2 separate regions of the Ovis aries genome follow, and region 2 is linked to region 1. A link is a contact called in public Hi-C data. All regions are on one chromosome and are shown on one strand. Each heading gives the region's core, a stretch centred on a gene start, on an enhancer-like site or on the middle of the called end of the contact. The rest is flanking DNA. Distances are from core to core; before and after follow the strand shown. Region 1 holds the start of CENPS (centromere protein S). Region 2 holds the start of LZIC (leucine zipper and CTNNBIP1 domain containing).

Region 1 (2,700 bases), core at 129-2,628:
ATTGTCTGTTGAGAGCTAGGCTCTGTACTAGGGGCTGAGAACACAAAACTCAAAAGAACAGTCCCTGCTCTCAAAGAGTTTATCTCCCACATCTTTGCCATGAATGAACTCTTCGAAACCACCAATGTCATGAAACCCAAAGGAGGTGGAGAACCGTTCCAGGAGAGACCAAAGCCAGGACTAGACACAATGCATGATCCCCAACTGGATCCTGGGTGAAGAAAAAAAGACCATGAAAGAATATCTTTGGGACAACTGGGGAAAACGGAATATGGATTTATATTAGATAAAGGATTTTATCAATTATTAAGTTTCTTGAATGTGATCAGATATTATGACCTTGGAAGAAGCATGTTAAAGCATTAAAATTTAAAGGTGAAGCATCAAGTGTATTTAATTCTCAAATAATTTCGAGAAAAGAAGGGAGCAAATACAGCAAAATGTTAACTGGTTACTCGAGGTGAGGGGCACATGGGTGATGAATGCGCTAATTTGCAACCTTTTCTGAAGGCTCGAACTTCAAAATAAAGGGAGACGGTGGGTAAACAGCTTCTGAAATTTAGGAAGCGCCCCTTTCCTGACCTCATTCTCAATTCTCTTCGGTTAAGCCTCTGAGATTCTTGGTTTTTCTCACGACTCTCCCACACGGTATTTATTCGCGGTGCTAAGTGAAGGACTGAATACCAGCAACTACGCCGAGAGCTGGTTATTATCACCCTGATTTTTCCATCCAGGAAAATGAGTTCGGGGAGAGTCAACACAACACTGTGCGGAGTCGAGATTTGAACCCACATCCGATGGGTTCCGGAGCCGGAGGGCCGAGTTTGCAACAGGTTCCGAGGCCGTCTCCTCCCCCGCAGGATGGACGCACCGATTCGAGGAGCCAACATTTTTAGAGCTCGTGCCGCGTGCCTCAGAACAACCCTGTCCGAGGAGACTGAGCCTGTCACAAAGCCAGAGGGGCCTCCGCCGCCGGACTCCCGGTGCACGGCAGGTATCTTCCCCGAATCTTCCCTCTCACTCAGCCACCCCAAGCCCCGACCCGCCAAACCAAGGAAACCGTCTCCCAGCACCCCCCGCGGCAGCCGGGTCGGCTCATGCGCAGGCGCCAGAGGCCGGAGGCGGCCGAGCTCGACTTCCGACCTGGGGCCTCGGTACGAAGACGCGGCTGGGCTGAGGCGGCGCCTTTTTCCCCGCAGAATCTCGACGCCGTCCTTCCCCAGCCCCGCCAGGACCCCGTTCTCCTGTACCTGTCGGTAAGAGAAGCTTTGCTGCTCCTCGGACCACTCCTCCTCCTCCGTCATCACCACGGGCGAATCCTGGCAGGCGCGCCAGGACAGAAAGACGCGGCCGCCTGGGAGACCTGGTCGGATTTTCCCGCCGCGGCGCCGGGCGACGGGCCGCGCTGGGGGCCAAAGCGCGAAGCTGCCGGCTGCCTCGCCCGCCCCCTGGCGGCGACTCTGGGAAGGGGGCCTCACAGCGCGCCTGCGCCTGCCTGGCCCCAGCCAAGCTCCCCGGAGACCTCAGGCCCAACTCTGCGTCCCGCACAGTTGTCAACACCAGTTCTCAGAAACAATGTGTGTAGGGACAAGGGTTCGCAAGTCGATTGTAAATTCCATGCGACTGCAACCTCGATATGCCTTGCTAAATCTAGTGTGAGTTTTTTATAATTCTATAGTGTCACAAAGTCAGATCACTGATAAATGTTTGATTTCTATCCCCTTCAGCGAAAAGTTTCTCACCCCATTGCCGTTGCCAAAGGAATATAGTTTTGACCCAAGTGTTAGCTGATTTTCCTTTATGTTAAGAATTAAGGGACTTACCAGGACTCCCTGGCGGTCCAATGGCTAAGATTCCTCACTTCCACTGCAGGGGGTGCCGATTTAATCCCTGGTGTGGGAACTAAGAACCCACATGCCAGGCGGCCATGAATTTAAAAAAAAAACGGAAATAAGGGACTTCCCTGGTGGTCCATCCAGTGGAGTTCAATCCCGGGGACAGGAGCTAAGATCCCACATGCCTTGTGGCAAAAAGAGAAAACAGAAGCACTATTTTTACCAACTGAGCTATCAGGGAAGCCCTATAATAAATTCAGTGAAGACTTTAAAAAAAAGAGAAGTGAAAAATAGCGAAACCTAACAGATTTGCACTGCTTCCAAACTTTCTTCAACTGAAGAAAGTTTTCCTCCTTCCCAGCTTCACTCTTTAAGTTTCACTCATTTTTGGATGATGTGAGGAAGAAACTTCTCTACTGAACTGAATAATAGTGTCAAGTACTGGAAGAATATTTCCTCAACTTATGCTATTCATGCTACAAAGGGTACAGACACCATGCACATTCAAGTTCAATATGCATTATTAACATCCACCTCCCCCCCCCCCTTCCGTAAGCAGTCAACAAGGAATTAAACCCTGATTTGCAGGGTTTTTTGGTGTAAATACTCCCACTATTGCCAGATTTCAAGCAACCAATATGAAGAAGCTGAACTCAGCATTTGTTACAAACTAGACTATGATGCATTGGAGAAGGAAATGGCAACCCACTCCAGTGTTCTTGCCTGGAGAATCCCAGGGACGGGGGAGCCTGGTGGGCTGCCATCTCTGGGGAACTAAAGACAGAGTCAGACACGACTGAAGTGACTTAGCAGCAGCAGCAGACTTGTTTGACTCATTGGAAAAGACCCTGATGCTGGGAAAGAT
Region 2 (2,700 bases), core at 159-2,658, 460 kb after region 1:
TACGTAAGAAAACTCTCAACACAGAGCCTCTGAATCAGATTAAGTCACCATGAAAGAGCAGGCAAATATTAATACAATGCACATATGGAGAGGCCTTTCCTTCACTGCTTCTAAAATTACACACACTAAAACCAACACAAATGCCTAAATAGAACATCTTATTATCATCATCAAAATTAGGGTACAAACACAGGGAGATGTTTATTCAGCAACATCGTCAAAAGATAAAAGGCGTATATTCCCCAATTTTGTTTTCTGTGGCACTGACCCTAATTATTTGCCACTGGGAGATCCATATCATTCCCAAACGTTGACACTTCCACCCATATTCACATATCAAAAATTAGAGCTAATTTTATTAATATAACACTTACTTACTTTTACAACGGAAGTTCTGTGAATCCAAAGCGTTTTGCAAAGTAGGCTATTGGAACCATTCCAACTTGTGTGTCAACAGTCTTTCGTAAGTTGAACTTGGAACAGTGGTTTCACATACAAACTGTAACCCTGAAAAGACAACTTACTGTGATAAGCAAGAAATTCTATGATCGGACAGATAATTCATTTTGGTGGAGTTCTATGGTAATCTTGGAAGTTTATCCTGAGTGATAGAAACAATTATTTTTAAAGACAAAACCGGAGAAACAATTTCTCCGTAAACCTTGATGTTGTCCTGTGGACTAATAACTTCAAGGATATGGGCTGCGAACATCTGAAGACGGTTTTCACTTAATTTCTGAGTAACTTTTAAGAATGGTGCCAACAGCTAATAGTCTTCTCAAAAAGAGTGAGTATCAAACCGCTACCAGGAAGGTGGATCTGGTCTTTTACAGATTTGGAAAGAAGCAGTTCAGAAAAAAGAGAAGCGCCCAAGCTTCCACCTCGCTTCCACCTCGCTTCCACCAAGCCCAAGAAGCTTCTAGGAAAGAATTTAGTTTTTTTTTCAGAGTTAAGTCACCTGTTCCAAAGGCCAAAGGGAAATTTACCAAGGGTTTTGGTTCCACGGAGAGAAGCTGAAAAAATGAAGGGGCAAGACTCCTTGTCCCAAAGTTGAATGTGATCTCGCTTCAGGGACAGTTGTATTTGACCCTCAAAGAGCCTAACATCTTGGACTCGTCTATGTTGGCGGCTTTAAAAAGGAATCCTGGGCTGCCTCGGCCAGAGACAGATTCTCAACAGCTAGGTGTGGGGACTTACCACGGCTTCACCACGGCCTCACCACGTTTTCAGGGCAGAGCGGCCCGAATCCTCCGGGAGACGCTCCGCAGCCCGAACACAAATGAGGGTAACACCCACGGCCGCACCCACATTGGCTCCGGGAAACCGGATGTGCGTGCGTCTGAGTGAAGTGCTTCTCCGGCAAGCTTCCGCCGAGCTCAGGTAGGCGGGGCCCCTGGCTCCTAACTCTGGAACCTTCGGGTAGGCGGAGGTGGAGAGGGGACCTCGAGAGCCCTGAGGAGGTAGTTTGATTTCTGGTCTGGGACGAGCGGAAGAGTTTTGGGGACAGCGGATTCCCGGCGACCTCTGGTGGCAGCCGGGCCTAGTCGAGCCCGCCGCCGCAGGGCCCAAATGTGGGAGCTTCAAGTTCTCCGGTGGGAAGTGGGATTTGGGGCTGTGACCGGAGCTGCTTCCTTACCGCGTCCGAATGCTTGAGGTCCGCTGCTCATTTCCAGGCAGGAAAACTTGTGCGCTCCACCTTGACTGTTTCCGTGCTTCTGGGTTGGACAGCTTCCCTCAAGGCAGGTCCGGGTGCGGGGTTCTCCTTTGTCACCCCTCTTGACTTCAGAAAAACCTGAGAACGACTGTCGGAGACACAGTCGAGAGAAAATGGGTTTCTCCCCCTTCCTCCAACCCCCTACCGCCCATTTGAAGTCTTCCTCGAAAGAGAGGTTTTGTTATATTCTCTGGCTGCCTAAGTGGAATTTTCGGGACTGCTTTAGGCCACGTTTATATATAGTAAATAAAACCACTCGTTAATCGTTTCCTTTTTCCCAGACAACTCCACCCCTAGGTGGTTTGAACTCTGAGCCTGTTTAGTCCTGATGAGAAGTTTCGCTTTCCTCAAGTTTAAGACGCTTGGAACTTCAAGAATTGGAGGTTTATGCCAATTGAGACCGGTCAGCACTGAGCAGAGTTAAGAGTACTAAGAGACAGGTGAGCGTGAATGAGTAACTTCGTCTCCAGATTAATTTTTGAGAGTATTCTGTAGTTTTGGTAAAAGGTGCACCACCTTTATTGGATACTAGGTGGTGCCCGCGAGTTAATCTTTCTGAGCTAAATCTCAAATAATGTAGCATCAGGGTAGGGTTTTTAAAGAGTTTCTATCTTCCCTGAAATTGTTTTAAAATACCCTTACCTGGAGAAGGAAATGGCAATCCACTCCAGTACTATTGCCTGGAAAATCCCATGGACAAAGGAGCCTGGCAGGCTACAGTCCATGGGGTCGCAAAGAGTCGGACACGACTGAGCGACTTCACTTTCCTTTCACTTAGTGCCTTTATACAGTTCATTCAGTTATTGACTATCTGGTTTGTATTAAGTGCTGAAGACTCTAAGAAAGGATTCAGACTCAATTTTCTGCTCGCAGTTTACAGTCTGGAGAGGAAGACAAACCACAAGCTATAATGAAATCACATATAATTCATCAGATATAGTGCTTAATAGAGACTAAGATGTAGAATGCAGTGGATAAAGCAGTCA

The links. Hi-C and Micro-C count contacts between places; a contact is called where the count stands out from the background.
Region 2: a contact with region 1 is called in a Hi-C map of skin fibroblasts, with 5 times the contacts expected there. The contact joins the promoter of LZIC here to the promoter of CENPS in region 1. A contact is called at or near these places in 2 of 16 Hi-C or Micro-C datasets (skin fibroblasts and tail adipose tissue).

The regions. Positions count from the first base shown.
Region 1 is chr12:42,405,040-42,407,739 of ARS-UI_Ramb_v3.0, forward strand. CENPS (centromere protein S) reads right to left here and starts at 1,379. Exons shown (of 4, transcript XM_060396498.1): 1 at 1,251-1,379. The coding sequence starts at 1,304.
Region 2 is chr12:42,862,414-42,865,113 of ARS-UI_Ramb_v3.0, forward strand. LZIC (leucine zipper and CTNNBIP1 domain containing) reads left to right here and starts at 1,409. Exons shown (of 8, transcript XM_042257272.2): 1 at 1,409-1,460; 2 at 1,996-2,154. NMNAT1 (nicotinamide nucleotide adenylyltransferase 1) reads right to left here. Exons shown (of 7, transcript XM_015099223.4): 2 at 1,637-1,802; 3 at 379-507.